Linked DNA regions of Mus musculus: region 2 is linked to region 1. A link is a contact called in public promoter capture Hi-C data. All regions are on one chromosome and are shown on one strand. The core of a region is the stretch at or near the end of the contact, and the rest is flanking DNA. Distances in the headings are between cores, read along the strand shown.

Region 1 (6,662 bases), core at 1,167-3,666:
CAACCCGACACGGCAACTGTGTGGTTGCCAACCACAACACTCAGACCCCCCCCCTCGCTCACAGAATGTGAAGTGCAGCCTCCTTACAGAACCTGGAACTTGCTGGTATGGTGGTATTCACCTTTAATCCTAGTACCCAGGAAGCAAAAGAAAATAGGTCTCTGGTTCAAGACCAGCCTGGTCTACATGAAGAGTTCGGAGCCAGCTACATAGTGAGATCCTGTCTCAAAAAATAAATTGGATTTTATTACTGGAAACTAAGGAATCCTACCCAACATATGCGGATCAGTAACTTACTCCTTCAGACAGGAGGACTTCAATGTCATCCCTGGCTATCTTGGACTGCTTGAAACTCATGGTGGTGCACACCTTTGATCCCAGCACTCAGGAACCACAGACAGCCTACTCTACAGAGTGAGCTCTAGGACAGGCAGGCAGGGCAACATAGAGAGACCCTGTCTTAGAGGGGAAAAAGGAAAGAAAACCCAAGCCAAAACAAAGCAAATACCAATTTGGACAAATAAATGTTAGTTTTATAAAAGGCTAATTCAGCCGGGCAGTGGTGGCACATGCCTTTAATCCCAGCACTTGGGAGGCAGAGGCAAGTGGATTTCTGAGTTCAAGGCCAGCCTGGTCTACAGAGCTAGGACCACACAGAGAAACCCTGTCTCGGGCTGGAGAGATGGTTCAGTGGTTAAGAGCACTGACTGTTCTTCCGAAGGTCCTGAGTTCAAATCCCAGCAACCACATGGTGGCTCACAACCACCCATAATGAGATCTGACGCCCTCTCCTGGTGCATCTGAAGACAGCTACAGTGTACTCACATATAATAAAATAAAATAAATAAATCTTAAAAAAAAAAGAAACCCTGTCTCAGGGGGTGGGGGACAAACAAACAAACAAAACAAAAGGCTAATTCACCTTCATTTCTCCTGAAATAGATTTTTCTTTTTTTTTTTCCTTAAGATTTATTTATTTATTATCTGTAAGTACACTGTAGCTGCCTTCAGACACTCCAGAAGAGGGCGCTTGCTACGGATGGTCGTGAGCCACCACGTGGTTGCTGGGAATTGAACTCAGGACCTTCTGAAGAGCAGTCAGTGGTCTTAACCTCTGAGCCATCTCTCCAGCCCCCCCCCCTTTTGTTTTTAAAGATTTATTTATTTTATTTATATGAGTACATTGTAGCTGTCCTTAGACCCACCAGAAGGCATCAGATCCCATTACAGATGGCTGTGAGCCACCGTGTGGTTGCTGGGATTTGAACTCGGAACCTCTGGAAGCGCAGCCAGTGCTCTTAACCGCTGAGCCATCTCTCCAACCAAAATAGGTTTTTCACGTTGACATTTTTAGCTTGGGGACTGACATACAAAGTATATGCAATGCTTAGATAAGAAGGCTGAGGGTCAAACTTTAGGCTATTTTGGGTAGGGGTGAGTTTTTACTCTATTTCCAAGAAAAATGATCTTTGAAGAACGTTGTGGCTCAGTAGTTCAGTTGTAGGGTGTTTTAGCAAGGATGCTTTATATTCACACTCCAGCATCCATTGAGCAAACAAACCCAGTACTCCAGAGGTACAGACAGTACGATCAGTTCATGGAAACTCTTGGCTACATTAAGTTCAAGGTTAGCCCAAGATACATGAGGCTGACTAAAAAAAAAAATTAATTAAAAAAAAAATTAACAAAGGCATATGTCAGGTACTAAATGTAATCTTAGTACGGGGACTATATCTTGGAATCCTAACAATCTCCTGACATAGGCTGTTTTCCCCAAGAAAATGAAGCGCTAAAGATTGGGGTATTTGCACAATGTTTTTACAGCCTGGTGAACAGCAGGGCTCTATCAAGACCTTTACAGTGGCAAAGATTCTACAGTACGTTCTGACAAACACTTCACATTGCAAAGCACAATGCTGCAGAAAGCAAAATCCTCCTTCCTCTCCTTCCTTAGAAGACCACGCAGTGACACTAACATCCTTGAGAGATGGGCTACATTTAAATTAATTACAAGAGGGATCAGGGAAGGCATGGAGGGGCAGGATCCCATGAGCACAGGGGAGCCGCGGGCTTGGCAGTTGTGCAGTTAACATCCTTAGAGCTGCACGGTCTTGGGCAGGTCACTGTAGCCGGGCCTCGACCGCAAAACAGTGCTAAACACTGGGGCGCGGAGACCCACGTGGGGGTTCGGCGGGTCAGGTGGGCCGGGGCCGTGCTCCACCGCCCAGCCGGGAATACGGAGCTGCGGCACCGCCAGCCGCCGGGGGGAGGGGCTCGGGACTCGCCCGGCCGCGCCAACCTCCCCCGCCGCGTGGCCCCGCCGCGCCAGCCGGCACCTCGTGACCCCGCGTGCCCTCGCTCCCGCCGCTCGGCCCCGCGCCTCACCTCGCCACGTCCCGCACCTCGGCGCCGAAGAGCCCGCCGCTGCGCGCGCTGTGCAGACTCTGCGTGCGCGCCGCGGCCTGCGTGCGCGGCCTCGACTCACGTGCGCGGTCCCGTGCCGCGAGCACGCCGAGGCGGTCCCGCCTCCTCCAGTCTGGCAGCGGGCGGGTCCCGGTGGCGCCGCCCCGGGATGGGGAGCGTGGTACCTGGCTGCTAGTCGGTGGGCTCTGAAGTCTGACCTGCTGTCACTTTCTCCGTCGCCACAAGCGGCCCGGTGGCATGTGCTAAGGCGGCTTCCGCTGTTTCAGTCTAGATTTTTTTCTTAACAGTCCCATTCCAATTCTTTTGCAAGCAAAGAAACTGAGGCTGCCCAGGCTCTGGACTGGAGGATGACGAGCCCCGGGCGCATCATGCCACTCATGGATTACCCGGACTGAATGACTTGAGGGGTGAAGAGGGTCCTTTTTATTCTGATGCTTCTGGGACGTCGAAATTGCCTTCTCTGGAAAGACCCATCCCCTGCCTGGGCTTCAGAGGCCCACATGGAAACGCAGTGATGATGTGGTGGTCCACTCTGATGTCACTCTTGAGGGCTAGGTATGTCCCAACATCTCTTATTACTAATAGTATAGATTCTTATAAGAGCTTCCATTTGTGGAGTCCTTCAATACTGCATGCCAGGCATTGTACAAAGCGGGTTACACATAAGGGTTCGTCTAAAACAACTTTCTGAGGGAGGCACTGTTACTGTCCTCATGGTCCAGCATTGAAATATATAACTTAGGATCACAGTGCTACCAAGTGTTGGGGAAGAGCTCTATTCCAACCCATGGCTTGATCTTAACTATTATGCTGTATATCTATTTAAAAATCTGTTTCATAGATTTGCCCAATTTCTGTTGGAATTCATTTATACGATATCTGCCCGTGTGGCATCTTGATTTGTTTTTTGGTACACAGGTAATATAAGTCTATTGTTAAAATAAAAATAAAATCTGCAGCTGGGTGCAATTAGTGGCTCACATCTGTGATCTCAACACTTGGAGAGTGCAGGACAATTGCTTTGAGATTGAGATCAATCTGGGCTACAGAGTAAGAGATCTGTCTCAAAAAAAAAAAGAGTAGTAAAGAAAAAACATTAAAAATTCACATGTGAAAGTCATCCCCACCACGTTAAATAAACAGTTGATGCTATAGAGTACTTCACATTTACTGACTCTCCAAATCCATTCATTTCACAAAAGCACAACGAACAGCCACTTCCCTGGGTGCTGAGAATTTGGTAGTGAGCGAAGTATATGCTCTTGCACATAAGGTTTGTGTATTTTATATATAAGCAATAAAATATAAGTATGTTGCATATTAATATATAAGTAACAAATATTTTTAAATGCCTCATAATGTGGTTTTATGGGAAATAAATCAGGATCCAGATATAACAGTGATAGATTTTCTTTTAGTCAGGATAGGGAAGAAAGGCTTCCTAGCAGACATAACACACAAGAGGAAATCCAATTATTGAATGAGAAACAGAAGCTTCCAGATTTCTAGAGAGAACCATAGATGAGACTCAGCAGGTACGGTGGCCCTGGTGCGTGGCTTTGATAGGCATGGAGAAGAAGAAGCAAGAAGGTCAGAGTGGCTGGAGCAGATCCAAGTAAAGAGATTTGATGGAAAACAGCCTGGACCCAGGTCCCACATCACTTGGTAAACTTTGGTTGGATTTTTTTATTTCACTGGGATATGATAGAATTCCATGAAGGGTAGACATCAATGTATTTAAGAAAAGAATAGTGGCTCATGCCTGTAATGCCAGCACACAGGAGGTCAGCCTACGCAAAAAATTCCAGTTCAGTCCGGTGCATGTGACCCTGACTCAAAAAATGGATAAATTAAAATGTCCAATGTCTGGAAAAACCAAAAAAATAAAAAATAAAATGTCCAAGAGGGATGAAATTTAAATGGATTAAAATGTATCCAAAGGGATCCAACAAAGTATGATGTCATAAGCGTGAAAATCACACAAATAATGAAACCCATTACGTTAACTTAAAAATTAGCGCAAAAACTAAAAATGTCAGGGTGTGGTGGGATGTCTCTGTCAGTGAAGTGTTTGAATTTAAACCTCGGTGCCCTAGTCAAGGTGGTGCGTGCCTGTAGCCCCAGCACTGGGACGGAGACCAGAGGATCCCTGGGGCATGTTGGTCAGCCAGTCTAGCTGAATCAATGAGCTTCAGGTTCCTTGAGAGAGAACTCTCTCAGAAAAATAGAATGAAGGGGTTGGGAGATGCCGCAGTCAATGGAGTACATGTCGACCTGAGTTCAGATCACTAGCACCACTATTCCACTCGGTACCAATCCCACACTGGGGAGAGGTGAGACAGGCACATACCTGGAGCTCATTGGCCAGCCAGCCTAGCCAAAGCAATGACGTCCAGGAGAAGCCCTGCCTCAAAACACAAGGTGGAGAGCACGTGAGGAAGGCAGCCAACATCAACCTCTGCCCTCCATATGTAAAGGCATATATGGTTAACTATATACATATATGCATGCATGCGAGCACACACACACACACACACACACACACACACACACACACACACACACACCCAGTGAAAAGGAAGGATGACACTGTTAGAGGCAGTGCCTTCCTCGGTTTCTTCCCTTAGCAGTGTAGTGTTGGTAGCATGGCAGGACCATCGGAAGAGAAGGGTAGAGATCACAGACGACGGACTTTAGAAGCCAGGTTTTGTTTGGGAATCTGTGTTTTGCGTACTAACTGGAAATCACAATAGGACTCTGCTGCTCAGTGGAGAGCTCAGGGCTCAAATTGTGTAACGAGTATAATTGTTTCTTTGTGTTTTCCCCAGCTTGAGAACAGACCGCCCTTTCTCTTTGTAACCTCAGCACCCAGAAAGGTAGGACCAGCAGATACTGGTGAAATGAATAAAGACAAAGGTATGGCCACAGAGAGTGGAACACACCTTGAATCCTGGCACTCAGGAGTCAGTGGCAAGAGTCATTGTCGCAAGCTGAGGCCAGTTTGGTCTGTAGCACAGCTTGCAGGCCAGTCAAGGATTACATAGGGAGTTTCTGTCTCAAAACACAGAAACGAAAAAGGCAAAAGACATAGATAGAGTGACTGGTGGGGGAGTGGGTATGTGTGAGATGGAAAAAGAAGTCCTAGGGACTGGAGACATGGCTCAGTGTTTAAGAGCACTGGCTGTTCTTATAAGAGGACCTAGGTTCACCAGATGGTAGCTCACAACTACCTGCAACTCCAGTTTCGAGGGAACCAGTGCCTTCTGACCCCCATGGGCACCAGGCTTGCAAGTGATACACATACATGCAGGCAAAGCACTTATACACATCAAATAAATGGAAAAAAAACCTTTTTGTTGTTTTTGTTTTCTATAGTACTTACAAGAAGAATGACCATAATTCCTGAGTTAACCCAGCAGTTCCTGGTTTATTTCTGTCATTGTTTCCTAAGTATTAATATGGCCTTGATTCACTAAGCTGTGTCTCCCTTTGTACAATAAATCTATATATCATTCCTTGTACAAGGAAGGCCCTTCAAGATCTATCTTGTTTTTACTTTTTTGGGGTGTGTGTGCTGTGATTTGTTGCTTTGGATCTAATACAAAGCAAGAGCTCTGTCCCTGAACTACATATAACCTGTGACTGACTTCTCTGTCCATCACCTCGTAGTCTATTCCCCAGCCTCACAGAAAAACCTCCCAGTCTCATACCAATCTCCCTTACCTCCTGGCTTCCTTGCCAAGTGAGGGCTTTTCTTCACCCTGGGCCTCACTTCTCCAGAACCCTTCTCGTGACCCTTCAAAACTCTGAGAGTCCAGCATACCCTATAGTTAACTTCAGAACAAGATGTGCCTTGTTTCCCCACTCACCATCTCTATAGTCAAATCTAGAAAACAAAGATACAGAATAATTGTACATACTTACTGCTTTTTCTTTGGTTTGGTTTGGTTTGGTATTTTCTAATTTTATTTATTTTTATTTTTTATTTTTTTGGTTTTTTGAGACAGGGTTTCTCTGTGTAGCCCTGGCTGTCCTGGAACTCACTCTGTAGACCAGGCTGGCCTCGAACTCAGAAATCCGCCTGCCTCTGCCTCCCAAGTGCTGGGATTAAAGGCGTGTGCCACCACTTCCCGGCTGGTTTAGTTTTTTAAGACAGGGTTTCTCTGTGTAACAGTCCTAGCTGTCCTTGAACTCACTTCATAAACCAGGCTAGCCTGAACTCAGAGAGATCTGCCTGC
Region 2 (6,165 bases), core at 948-3,447, 3.6 Mb after region 1:
TGAAGGTGGGGGCAAAATGGACATGGGATCCTCCTTGGGAACCTTCTCTCCTCAGAGTCAATGGGGAGACTGGCATCCAGGCACCCACATGGGTATTTATATCTGAACCAGACAGAAAGATGCTTGAATCAGGCACTATGTTGAAAAAATGTATTTATTTGCTAATATATTTATCCATAAATATGATCTGGCTTTGTGGTTTTGTTTCATTATGATTTTTTCACTCAGGATAACAATTCCATCTTCTCTATTTCCTTTTGTTGGATTTTTGAGGCCCAGCCTGACTCCCAGTTCACTGCACAGCTAAGATATAACCTCAGACTGGTCCTCTCCCCCCTCCCAATTACTGGGATCATAGGCATTTACCATTATTCCCTCTGGTTTCGGATGCTATTGGTGATATCAAAGCTGGTCAGATAGGGTAGGTTTAAAGCCCCAGAAAGGTCAGAGAGAGCAGCGTGCCTGGTACTCGTCATGATTCAGTCATTTATCTGTGCTGGGCTGCTGGTGACTCTGGTGCTTCACTGACTGACTTTGTGACCTTACAATATTGTAAGCAAATACTGAACCTTGGAATGTGTGCATACACGTGCATGCACTCACAGGAGTGTGAGGGCAGCCTAATCGATACAGCAAGTGCCAGGACAGCCCGAGCTACAGAATAAAGACTTTCAAAACAAACAAACAAACAAACATACAAACAACAAGGGCCTCTCACTTGAACTTGCCTGGAGTCCCTGGGATCTGCCTATCTCTGGCCCCCAGTGCTATGGTTAGAGTAGCAGACCATCAAATCCCACTTATATGTGGTGGGTCCTGAGCCAGCTCCTCAGCAGGATACCTGCCTTTTACCATAAATAAAATGATCCTCCTTCAGAGATGATAGAAGGCTTACATGAGATAGCACAGTGAAAATGTATTCCAAACTGAAAAGAGATTTCCCGGTGCTAGAAAGTATCTAAAACCCAGTCACTGAACCCCATGTGGATGCAGTTTGGGATAAAGCCTAGAATCAGTCTTGCTGTCCCTCAGTTTCAATGAGAAGGGCTGGAAGGACAGAACAGCGGGATTGCAACTATTTATATCCCAGCGCTCCAATTCAGATAAACACAAATGACCAGGCTTTTGCCTACATTCCAAGAGCCTTTGCTCTGTTCACACCGCACCAGACCTCGTATTTCTGTATGGTTTGCTCAGGATATTATCTCGGTGCCATTTAAGGAGACAAGGAGGAATTTTGTGTCCTACACAGTAAGCACATTGGCAGCTGGGGTGGGGTTAGAGTATGAGAAGTGAGATACCTAATCCACAGATGTTCCCATGGAATTATGTCTAAATGTGCCGAGAGTTTTACAAAGCGTAAATTATGAGCCAGGCGCGCAATCGAGAGGCTTTTAGGAGGAATTAAATACGCGTTTCCCTCTATCCAACACGCCTCCCCTTTCCCCGTCGGCACGGCTCAAGCTAGCATTCCTGGGGACCGCAAACGAAACCCTATCACGCTCTCCCAGTTACAAGAAGGGGTGGGGCCTCGTCGGGTTTTTGTCTCTGCAGGCGTCCAGAAAGGCAAGACTCATTGCCTCGAGCCTTAAAACAACCTAGCGCGAAGCGGCGGGCTTGTATTCTGAGCATTCCGGACACTGAGACGAGGGGCTTGTGTCAAAAAGTCAAATACCCGGGCGTGGTGGTGCGCGCCCATAATCCCAGAACTCCGAAAGTGAAGGCAGGAAGATCAGGAGTTCAAGATCACCGTCCCGTACTCAGAGGCCAACTTAGGAATTAGCATTGTCTCAATAAATGAGCAAACAAAATAAAACAAGCAGACAAAACAATCTAGGTTTTCCTCGGGAGTCTGAAGAGCACTCAGGCCAGAGCATTTTGGGCTCCATCAAAAGGCCCGCGTCGCGAGGCGCAGTCCCGCCAGTCGCCCCGCTCCACGCTTCCTGCGCATGCTCCAACCTCCCCCAGCTGCCCCGCCCCTACGGGCGCATCAGCTCCCAGCGCGCGCGCCGTCTTCCGCTCGCTCTCGCGAACCAGGTGACGGGCGCGCGCGCGGCCCAGGTGACCGGGCGGCCCCGCCCAGCGCTCCCGCGGGAGGAACCATCTTCTCCACGGGGAGGGAGGGGCGGGGCCTGCGATGGCCGGCACCGGAAGCGGAAGCTGCGTGCCCGACGCGTCTGGCATTCTGGGTAATGGTCTGTTTACTTCCTGCGGCTGGAGGAACCTGTGTTGTCGTATCGGTGAGGATGGCCCTGGAGACGGTACCAAAGGACCTGCGGCATCTGCGGGCTTGTTTGCTGTGCTCGTTAGTCAAGGTGTCCGTTGGGGCCTTGGTTGTAGGAGCGATCGGGGAGGCGAAACGGGAGAAAGAGGGTGAAATGGGGCCAGACACAGGAAAGGAAGGCTCTGAGATTCGGGGAGTGGGAAGCCCGAAAGCCTAAGGGAGCCGTTGTTTCCGTCCACGGAACGCGAGCCGGGTGGCTGTGCCTACTGGGGGCTGCGTTGCAGTTCTCGGCATAACTGAGCACAAGTTTGTCTCCCCGACAGACGTTCGGTGAACTTGCTGTGGTGGACTGGAAAGACACTAGGAGCCAGAGCAGCCGAGAGAGTAGCAGGAGAGGGTACCTGACCCCAAAGAGGCTAGAAAATATGTAAGCTGAATTAGGGACGCGAGCAAAAAGGTATGAGGGTGGAGTTTAGGAACAGTTTGGAGAGGAGAGGGTGTTGGGTTGTATAGAAAACGAAGAGGTTGGCTTTGTTGAAATATTAAGGCGTTGTTCATGCTCATACTTGCTTTTTTTTTTTCTTTCCAGACTATAGACCAGTTCGAATATGATGGGTGTGACAATTGCGATGCATACCTACAAATGAAGGGCAACAGAGAGATGGTTTATGACTGCACCAGCTCTTCATTTGATGGGTAAGCCCCTTTCACGCGCCTTTGTTTACTTCTGCACCCAGAAAGTTAATATGGGATAGATTTTTGAGGTCATAAGACTAGCTGGTCTCAGCAGTTCTGAGAGCTAGTCTATGTGTCCAGCCCAGTAGCTGTAAACTTTTGTAGTGTAAGACCCCCTTTCGGGGACCCCCGCTCTAGTCTCAGGAGTGTGAGAGCACCCAAAGAAACACGAGGACCCATCTTGCTGTAATTACATGAGGACGTTTAATTACGGAGCTCCGGACCGACATGTATCCCACACAGGAGATAACGGATGCCGGCCACGAGGCTCGAAAGCTTGGGGGTTTTATGGGGTAAGGGGCTTAGGGGTGTGGAATTGAGCATAGCGACACACTATTGGCTTATTCAAACATTAACAGAAAGATTACATGTACGTGCAGGGTGTCAGAGTTCTGTGAGTAGTTGACTCAGTTCAGATAGCCCTGTTATGTCCTCACATTCCCCTTTATCTTATGGTCAAGATGTTCCCAGGAATGTTTTAACTATGGGGCATACCCAGGTTTGTTTTTCTCTTTTCTCAGCCCCAGGCAGCCTCTAGGCTCACAAACAACCAGCAATTTCTGAGTACTTTATATGACTTACAGGTCTTGAAATTTCATCTTTCTTTCAGTAGCTACTGAGTACTTGACATGTGGCTAGTTCAAATTCGAATATGCTTAAGTGTCAAATACATACCAGCAAACAAAGATTCAGGGTGAGGAAAAAGGATGTCAAATGATCTGAATTTTTAAAAGATTAGTTAAATATTGAAACAATGTTTTAGGGTTATTTGATTAAAATAAATATTGAAGCAGGGAAGTGGTGTCGTACGCCTTTAATCCCAGCACTTGGGAGGCAGAGACAGGTGGATTTCAAACCAAAAAAAAAATTAAAAAATAAATATTGAAGTTATTTTCATCTTTATTGTTTTAAGTAGTGGCTAAGAGGACTTTTTTTTTTTTTTTACCTCGAGACAGGGTTTCTCTGTGTAGCCCTGGCTGGCCTGGAACTCACTTTGTAGACCAGGCTGGCCTCAAACTTAGAAATCCGCCTGCCTCTGCCTCCCAAGTGCTGGGATTAAAGGTGTGCGCCACCACCACCCTGCTTAAGAGAACTTTTTTAATGTGTGTACTTCTTCTGTAGTCCTATTTAACAATGCTTCACAACTCTTGTCTGCTCCATTATCGCTGAGACTATGTTTATGTTATGTCCTAATGCCTGACACGGGATGTACGAGGTGTAGATCTTTAATGTTGGAGAGGTGGAAGTGTGATACAGCAGTAGAACACGTGACTACCACATACAAAGAACACATGACTACCATGTACAAAAAGCCCTGGGTTTAATTCCTAATGCTCCTCCAAAAGTGTTGGCTACATGAACGATCTGTTTTGGAAATGAAGGGGTATAGTTTCAGTAGCCTACTCCCTCTTACAGTATCTTAGTGAATATGGTGACTTGCACCTATAGTCCCATCATCTGAGAGAGAGACACCAGAGAATTGGAAATTCAGAGGGAACCTCAGATACATAGTGAGTTTGAGGCCAGCCTGAGCTACCTGAGACCCTGTCTGTCTCAAACAAGACCAGCTAAGCTATCTCAGCAGGGTAAGGCGGCTGATGGCAGGCCTGCTAACCCTGACCTCAATCCCTGGATCCCACAAGGTGGCAGGAGAGAACACACACACACACATACACGCACACGCACACACACACACGCACACACACACTCACACGCCCACTCACCCCAAGAGAGTTAACTACAAAAAATGGGAGAAGAGTGGTCTGGTCTTTGCTCAAGGTAGCAGCATTGCTAAGTTTCTTCTGGTCAGCAGGCCAGTTAAAGACCTCATATAAGCTGGGCTTACGCCTAGTGTTTGTTCTGTGAGAGTGGGTCTGGTGTCCTTTAGAGGAGAATAAAATATTGGGCAAAGAGATGTTGATTTGGCTCCCTTTGGCTAGTCCATTGTTAGTATATGAGTTTACCCTTTCACAAGTATTTGTCATGAACTGTTGCTAGTCAATTGCTGTCTTACAATGTATTTATCAATACACTAGTTCGTAAGTACTCGAATGCTAAATTATTCACAAAGAAAATGAACAGAAAGTAAGCTAAATCTAAGAGAGAGAGAGAGAGAGATGCTGATTTGGAGCCTTTAGCTCCTGTGTGTGCAGATGCGTATTTCTGTATTTCCATCCCTTTGTTTCCTCAAGCCGTTCAAGGCTGACAATGAATGACGAAGCTGGTTGTGTTGATGCAGCCTTCAGTCCTAGCTCTCAAGCTGAGCAGGGGACACAAGTGTCGGGTAGCCTTCTGCTGCATCATGAGACGACGCCCCCATCTAAAAATTAAAATGTAAGTGGAGTCGCTCTCATCTGTAAGGGAACACCTGTGCTAGCTGCGTTGAAAGATGTTAAGAGTTACACAGTAAGATATAAGCAAGGGTCACTTTGAATCCTTACCAGTTTAACCTGTTTAAACATCTTAAAGACATGCTTTGTTTTTAAATTATGTGTGTGTGTGGCTATGTGCACATGAATGCCAGTGTCCTCAGATCCCCTTGGAGTTCGAGTTACAGGCAGCTGTGACCTGTCCTGTATGGGTGCTGGGAGCTACTGGGGTCCTCTTCAAGGACAGTATGTGTTGTTAACCACCGAGCTGCCTCTTCAGTTTCCAAAGGTTTCGTTCTTTTTAAAGTTTGCTATTTTTATTATATATATAACAGGGATTTTTAAAATGCCATGGCTTCTTACCTCTGGCCATCGTGAAGAACACACTTATGTAGATTAACTACAGAGCTTTGGGTGTCTGTTAGTAGAATCGCTGTATCAGAATGTGATAACTGGTCATCTGAGAAACCTAAAAGGAGTACTTTTATTTTCCAACATTTATTTATTATTATATGTGAGTACACCGTAGCTGACTTTAGACACACCAGAAGAGGCACCAGATCTCATAATAGATGGTTGTGAGCCACCATGTGGTTGCTGGGATTTGAACTCAGGACCTTCAGAACAGCAGTCAGTGCTCTTACCTGCTGAACCATCTCACCAGCCCCTAAAAGGAGTACTTTAAGGTTCCAGGTTTTTTGTTCTTCTGTTGTTTAGTTGGGTTTTTTTTTTAAATTTTAATTCATTAACTTAGTAGGTTGGTTATTGGGTTTTTTTGTTTGTTTGTTTTTTTGGGCTTTTTGAGACAGGATTTCTCTGTCTCCTGGTGACCTCGAA

What was found. Promoter capture Hi-C pulls out the DNA fragments that hold promoters and counts their contacts.
Region 2: a promoter capture Hi-C map of liver shows a contact between it and region 1, with 4 times the contacts expected there. The contact joins the promoter of Supt4a here to the promoter of Tada2a in region 1. A contact is called at or near these places in 1 of 39 promoter capture datasets (liver) and 1 of 484 Hi-C or Micro-C datasets (muscle stem cells).

The regions. Positions count from the first base shown.
Region 1 is chr11:84,127,152-84,133,813 of GRCm38.p6, forward strand. Tada2a (transcriptional adaptor 2A) reads right to left here and starts at 2,417. Exons shown (of 16, transcript NM_172562.3): 1 at 2,386-2,417. It also overlaps a transcript of Acaca not described here.
Region 2 is chr11:87,735,354-87,741,518 of GRCm38.p6, forward strand. It overlaps Supt4a (SPT4A, DSIF elongation factor subunit), which reads left to right and starts at 2,198. Exons shown (of 5, transcript NM_009296.2): 1 at 2,198-2,315; 2 at 2,814-2,920. The coding sequence starts at 2,247. Rnf43 (ring finger protein 43) reads left to right here. Exons shown (of 10, transcript NM_172448.4): 10 at 1-186.